Linked DNA regions of Mus musculus: region 1 is linked to region 2. A link is a contact called in public HiChIP or PLAC-seq data. All regions are on one chromosome and are shown on one strand. The core of a region is the stretch at or near the end of the contact, and the rest is flanking DNA. Distances in the headings are between cores, read along the strand shown. Region 1 overlaps Ccdc138 (coiled-coil domain containing 138). Region 2 holds the start of Ccdc138 (coiled-coil domain containing 138).

The links. HiChIP or PLAC-seq counts read pairs in DNA pulled down with a chosen protein or histone mark.
Region 1: an H3K27ac HiChIP or PLAC-seq map of embryonic stem cells shows a contact between it and region 2, with 38 read pairs. The contact joins the enhancer-like site here to the promoter of Ccdc138 in region 2. A contact is called at or near these places in 1 of 39 promoter capture datasets (macrophages), 1 of 15 datasets of contacts at CTCF or cohesin (the NIH/3T3 cell line), 10 of 484 Hi-C or Micro-C datasets (8-cell embryo, embryonic stem cells and haploid embryonic stem cells), 5 of 115 datasets of contacts at active chromatin or transcription factors (embryonic stem cells and epiblast stem cells) and 2 of 9 other capture datasets (adipose tissue and liver).

What each region holds. Positions count from the first base shown.
Region 1 is chr10:58,529,634-58,533,284 of GRCm38.p6, forward strand. The region is part of intron 10 of Ccdc138 (coiled-coil domain containing 138); the gene reads left to right. Among named protein-coding and RNA genes, the nearest start is that of Ccdc138, 34 kb to the left of the region's middle. Within about 2 kb of position 2,043, at least 14 of the 459 cell types and tissues checked have an H3K27ac peak or open chromatin away from gene starts, as enhancers often do. A contact at or near this core is called in 8-cell embryo and embryonic stem cells, where this site is marked.
Region 2 is chr10:58,496,099-58,499,453 of GRCm38.p6, forward strand. It overlaps Ccdc138 (coiled-coil domain containing 138), which reads left to right and starts at 1,839. Exons shown (of 16, transcript NM_001162956.1): 1 at 1,839-1,964; 2 at 3,071-3,115; 3 at 3,264-3,321. The coding sequence starts at 1,872.

The DNA.
Region 1 (3,651 bases), core at 793-3,292, 34 kb after region 2:
AGGTGGTCTTGGTGGTATAAGAAAGCAAGCTGAACAAGCCATTAGAAGCAAGCCAATAAGCAAAAAAACCATGGTTTCTGTTTCAGTTCCCATGTTCCTGCCTTAAGTTCCATCCTTGGGTTCATTTTATGATGAACTATGATCAGGTTGTGTAAGCCAAATTTACCCTTTCCTCCCCAAGCTGCTTGGCCTTAGTGTTCATCACAGCAATAGAAAGCAAACCAGGATAGGGCCTACAGTGAGGCCAGACTTCCTGACAGAAGGATATGTAATAAAGCAGACCTGCGCACCTCATAGCCAGGAAACAGAGTTGGAGGAAGAGCAGGTCCCCAGTGTCATTCCTCCACTTCCTACTTCCTGAGCCCTACTTCCTAGTTTCCACTTCTTCCAACCATGATTAGCTCACCGGTAATCATCATTGACTAAGTCGTTGTTAATCCATCACTGACAGAGTCAGAGCTCTCATGATCTGGATACTTTACCCCTCCAAGCCCTGCCTCTCAACACTGCAGTTTTGGGAGGACATTTGCTACTCAGATCATAATACTACCCCTGACTGGGCTCGAGGTATAAATCACATATAACAACAAACTATAGTTTTCTCATGTAAAGTATGGTGAGTTTTGGTGAATGCTTTTCCTCATACCATGATTAAACAACTGTAGCACTAGAATGTTCCTCTCTGTCCTTGCTTATTCATTTCTGCCAGTTGGAAGCATTGACTTGAATTCTTTTTGTTTGTTTGTTTATTTTATTTATTTACATTTCAAATGTTATCCCCTTTTCCAGTTTCCCCTCTAAAAACCCCCTATCCCATCCCCTTCCCCTGCTTCTATGAGGGTGCTCCTCCACCCACCCACCCACCCACTTCCACCTCACTGCCCTAGCATTCCCCTACACTGGGGCATCCATCCTCCACAGGACCAAGGGGCTCCCTTTCCATTGATGCCAGATAAGACCATCTTCTGCTACATAAGCAGCTTGAGCCATGGTCCCTCCATGTGTACTCTTTGGTTGGTGGTTTAGTCCATGGAAACTTTGGGGCATCTGGTTGGTTGATATTGTTGTTCTTCCTAAGGGGTTGAAAACCCCTTTAGCTCCTTCAGTCCTTCCTCTAACTCCTCCATTGATGTCCCCGTGCTCAGTCCGATGGTTGGCTGTTGGGGCCAGCCTGCAGCTCTCATGTCCAGGTTCGAGCCTGGGAGGCAGCCTGGAGCTGAAAGAAAAGGAATCTAGGTGGAAGAGAGAGAGAAATGGAACCAAGACAGTATTCTGATCAAGGTTCAAATTTTTAATGGCAGACATGCTTTATAAAGGAGAGGGGAGGCCCATTCCTGCCAAGTTGGAGGTGACCATGTGTAGGATCAGATGTAGACTCCCGCCCAGCTGCAGGTGACTACGTATAGGATCAGATGTAGACTCTGGAACAGCTAGGCCAACTCCCAGCAGGTAGCAGCAGCGGCAGTGGCAGAACAGTAGAGTGATCCAGGGAGGCAGGCTCCACCCTAGGTGATCTCCTTAGTGGTAAGCAAAGTCAAGGGCTGGCTCAGCCTGCTTCAGGCTTGTGGGGGGAGGTTACATCTCCTCACTGTTATTAATATAAAAAAGAAAGGCTGGACTGAGGCATAAAATTTATTTATGCTCTATAGTTCTATCTGATTTCTTTGGGCCTAGTGAAGAAACCTGTCTCAGTGGGGTTCCCTAACTTTTCTCATGGTAACCCTTGTTTGGTTAAGACTGTCCTAGAAAACACCTAGCAGACCAGCCCTGAGCTGCAGGCTCTATCTTTTGTAATACTTAATTAGATACTGAATAGGTAACTTCCTTACTGAATTCCTACTGAATTCCAAGTTGTTTTTCTAGGACATTGGAACAATGGCAAAGGCTTAACTCTATCAGAATCCAATCTTAAAAGGAATTTATAATAAGATAATACTAAAAGAGCGCACGTGGATCCAAACACCAGACTAACGCGGGGATAGGGTTAGAATGTACGGGTTAATGAGAACACCAAAGCTCCAGGAGGTGAGTTTTCGTGAAACTCTGCCTCATGAGTGCTTCTAGGCCTCTTGGCCTGCCAAGCAAACTTCACTGCTTGTGCAATGGGAGTGTGCATAGCATTCCCCCATTCTTATATTTCTGCCGAAGTTCTGGAATGTCCTGTCTTGTCGTAGCTATAGATCTTAGAAGTGCTCTAAAGGTGAGTGGAACACAATGATTTACTAATAAAATAATGCCAATAATAATAGTAAGTAGGATAATATATTGAGCCCAATCCAGGGGATTCAATGCACTTAGGTTACTATTAAATCTCTGGCCAATTCATCAATGTTCCAAGTGTCCAAGTGACTATTGCTAATATCTGAAATTTCTGCCTTTTTAGCCTTAATATATGCTATGTCCCTGCCCTATTGTTAGGACTACTACTTCTAAGATATTAACCTTTGCCTCCAGTTCTTACATGGCTCTGTGGTGAATTATTAATAAACCATGGCCTCTTGGCATGTACTTCTGTCTAGATTGATATGATTTTGAGATTTGGATGTTCGTCTAGACTGTCCGGCCCTCATAGCAAACATTAATTCTAAAACAGACTAAAAGCCACAATTTGTACTGGAATGCTACTTGAGTGAAGATTAGTAACTGCTACCTGCTTGGAGGTGGGGAATGCACACCTGTTGCAGTCAGGCTGAAGGGCATTTAACTGACCTGCTTGAAAAACAAAGTCAGTGAAAGGCAACAGTACAAAAGCATCTTTTGGGGAAGTCCAGGTACTCTATTCAATTGCAAATTAGCAACAACCAAGCTTAGACTTAGAGCTCCTGGTGTGGGAGGAGGTGACCTTGAGAATCACTGAAAGGCTGCAATCTTTCTGGGAGAGGAGGCTGTGCTCCAATTTAACTTTGTTAAGTAATTAAGAATATTTAGCTAACTTCCCTGGGATTCTCTAATACTGGAATTATTACTAGGCCAGTCCAAGATTGAGTTAGAATAACTGGTCACAATGAGGGAAAGAGAAGGATCACCATAACTCTTTTTATATGAGCAATCTTTCTAAGTCAGATTACAGTCTCTGATGTTCTTTTAAGCAAGGCAGCTTCACTTGTCCAAACTGGAAAAATGGCAAGCAAGGATGGGTCGAAAACATGTACCCAAATCAGCTTTCTAGTCACTAAAGTCAGGGCACTTACCTGTCAGCCCGTCACATGAATTAACCATCATGCTTCTGCAGCGTTCTGTGGAGAGAACCTATACTTTTCCCTTTCCTAATAAGGTAGCTGTTCAGGATCAAGCCATATGCCAATAAGTAGATCCTTTTAAGATACTATAAGGCATTTATTAAATTCTTTGACATCCAAATTTCAAAATTCTAAAATAAAAGTATGATTTAAATGTGCATGGGAATGCACTAAATAATATGCATGGGGATATAATTTCCCCCTTCTTTGTCTTTAAAGAATCTAGAGTTTAAAGTTCCACAATACCTTGTCCTTGAGAATTAATAATTTGTTGACAAAACATCTCAAATATTTGACTTATAGTCAGTATTTATGTAACATGGGCAGTGACTAATTGCACTTTCAATTGTTTCTCTTAAAGAGCGATTGTAACTAGAAAGCTTGAAAAGTTAATGATAGTCACATGTGTATA
Region 2 (3,355 bases), core at 589-3,088:
TTAGACCATACAATTTTCTATTATCCAAATGTAAGTATCGAGTCATTTCTGTTTTCTTGTCTAATGTTCTTAATGGCTGAGCTATCCAGCTCTAACAAAGAAGTTTAAAAATAAGCTTGTGGCATTTTATATGATGCTTGATATATAAGAACAATGTGATCTGTTGTTTATTCACTGATGATGGTATAAACTCACATTGATAGGTTTTAAGCTCATTAAAATCTACCCCCAAGCCGGGCGGTGGTGGCACACGCCTTTAATCCCAGCACTCAGGAGGCAGAGGCAGGCGGATTTCTGAGTCTACAAAGTGAGTTCCAGGACTGCCAGGGCTACACAGAGAAACCCTGTCTCGGGGAAAAAAAAAAAAATAAAAAAAACAAAAAATCCAAAAAAAAAATCTACCCTGAAAACCAAAATAAAACAATTACACAGTTTAGGTGGTAGGTTTTTTTTTGTTTGTTTGTTTTAAATATTTATTATATGTAAATACACTGTAGCTGTCTTCAGACACTCCAGAAGAGGGCATCAGATTTCGTTACAGATGGTTGTGAGCCACCATGTGGTTGCTGGGATTTGAAGTCAGGACCTTAGGAAGAGCAGTCTTAACCTTGCTGAGCCATCTCACCAGCCCCTAGGTGGTAGTTTTTAGCAAAAAGTATTTTAAAAAAAGATTACTTTACATATAGGAGTACACTGTAGCTGTCTTCATATAAACCAGAAAGAGGGCATCAGATCCCATTACAGATGGTTGTGAGCCACTATGTGGTTACTGGGAATTGAACTGGGGACCTCTGGAAGAGCAGTCAGTGCTCTTAACCACTGAGCCATCTCTCCAGCTGGCAAAAAAGTATTCTTTAGGCAATGTTTTTATAGTGAGTTTTTTGTCTATTGCTAAAGTATCAACTTCTGTAAGTTAAAAAGTTATCCAGAGAATTTAGGGGCTGCTACAACACATGTCTACTATTTCTCAGTGTTAGTGTATCTCAAAGAAAAACTGAACAGGTAGGAGCTTGTGTGATAAGTTGAACACACCAAGTACTATGTGCTGTTGCATAGCTGGGAAAGAGGTTTCTGTGTTTTAAACGAACATTTTTTCATTTTATGAGGCAGATCACCCGGTAGTTGAGGCAGTTAATTGCCCCAACTGCTTATGACCCTGTAGCCCAGGCTGGCCTCCAGCCTCCACCTTCCCTGCCTATATTCGATTATTTTTGTACCACCTATGGAAACTGGCAAAGGAGTATAATCAGCAGTTAATGCGCTTAGCGCTCAGACATGTCCTGATTTTTCTGTGATTGTAAATCACTTTTGATGAAGAGACCCTGTTTAGTCTAATTTTATGTAGTGCACAGTAAAATTTACCCTGTAGTCCCTGTGGTCTCCAGCCTTGGGGAGCATTCTGGCTCTCTGCTGTGGAGAAGTTATTCGCCTTCCTGCTGGCCGAGCCAGCGCTCTCAAGGGAATCTTTCTTCTCTTCTCCCCCTCCCCCTCTCCCTCTCCCTCCTTTTTTTTTCCTTTTGGTTTTTCGAGACAGGGTTTTTCTGTGTAGCCCTGGCTGTCCTGGAACTCACTCTGTAGACCAGGCTGGCCTCGAACTCAGAAATCCGCCTGCCTCTGCCTCCCAAGTGCTGGGATTAAAGGCGTGGGCTACCACTGCCCGGCAGAACTCACCTTTTTCATGCTTCACATTTATGGCGGGTAAAAGACTTGGAACTGAGAAACTCTAAGGGGCAACCGAGAACTGGGTTGTAGTGTATCCTCCTACCGGCTTCCGGCGTCCTCGGGGGGCGGAGCCAGGCGTCGTGACGTACTGCCCGCCCTGACGTGACTGTGAACCCGGTTTCCCGGGCGACCGCAGTCAGAGACTCACCATGGAGCGCAGGGTGGTCAAGCCACCGGGACAGGATATGGTAGTGGAGCGTCTCAAAAGCCGCTACGGCCTGGCGGGAAGGTGCCCCGTGGAGGTGAGATGGGTGGAAGCCGCGGTGGGCTCTGCTGGGCGGCCGCGGGAGGTCGCTAGCCCTGCCTTCCTCGGGGAGGCTCACTAGAGAGTTCCCGCCCTCGGGGAAACCGCCTCGACGGACGGGGCGTGGCTTTGGTCCTGGTAACCAATGCTGGCGGTGACCAAAGTGCAGCAGGCACGGAAGACACTGTAGTTCCTTCTGGAAAGCATCTTACTCCGAAGTAATTGCAAACTTACAGAAAAGTTGTGGCGATGTGCATTCTTGTAGTCCTCCCTTGAGAGCGCCATTCACCAGGAGAGTCTTGCCATTTTTGAGGCGGGGCCCCCACTGAGGTCTTTGCTAATATCTTGTGAGAGGTCGGCCAGATCACATCTTCGATGAATCCTGGAAGAACAGAAGCGGGAGACCAATTACATACCTCAGTTTGCACGACCAGATTCGGTTTTTTTTTTTAAATCCTCACCCTCTGATAACAGAGTTAGGTGTTTACAGTTCAGCTGAGAAGCCTGCTTGACAGCCCAGCATGGTCAAGGTTATATAAAGCATAACAATGTTGTCTTCAAAAAAATCATCTGAGGTATGGGAACATCATTTACCCTGACTTCTCCAGAAGGTGAGCAAGGTCGCAGGCATTCCTCTGTTCCTTCCCACATTTGCTGGCTTTCCAAAACCCCTTCTTGAGAAATAGCAATATTTCCCAATGTTCCGGTGACCATGACACAAATTCATTCTATCCTCACATAACCTTAATTGAGACTCCAACACATACTCCTCTAGCTTGCTTTTCCTGTGAAGCACATTCTCTTTTAAAGCCTTATTGATATTTTCCAAGAAATTTAGTATTGTGATAATAAACAGGATAGTGTATAGTTTGTACACAGATTACCACAATGATAAAGCATACCCTGGTGCAGATACTACCTGGGGTCCGAACATTACATTTGATTGTGTGTGGTTGCCTTTAATCTACAACAGATGTCCACACCTAGTTTCTTGTAACATTAGTGCTTGCACAAGGTGGAAGACGTGTGTATTAGAATGTCTCTCAGTTTGAGTTTGTCTAACGGATAGCTTCTGATTTGATTCTGGTTTTGTATTCTTGGCAGGAAAACGACATGACTGGTGTGTGGGCTGCTCTGATGAATCAACAGGTACATGCTGTTTGTCTAATTAGTGATGCTGATCTTGGGTTGAGTGGTGCCCCTAGGTTTGTCCATGCTAACCTTTGTAATTATGGAAAAGTATTTTAAGAGAATAGGTCTTAGTGTTTAACTTAAGTGTATCTTTCTCCTCACCTAGCATGAACTTTCAGATTTTGACCAGACTAAATATAAAAGAAGAATTGTGACCTCCCCAGGTAAGCCAAAAGAAAATTTTGTATATTTGAGTAT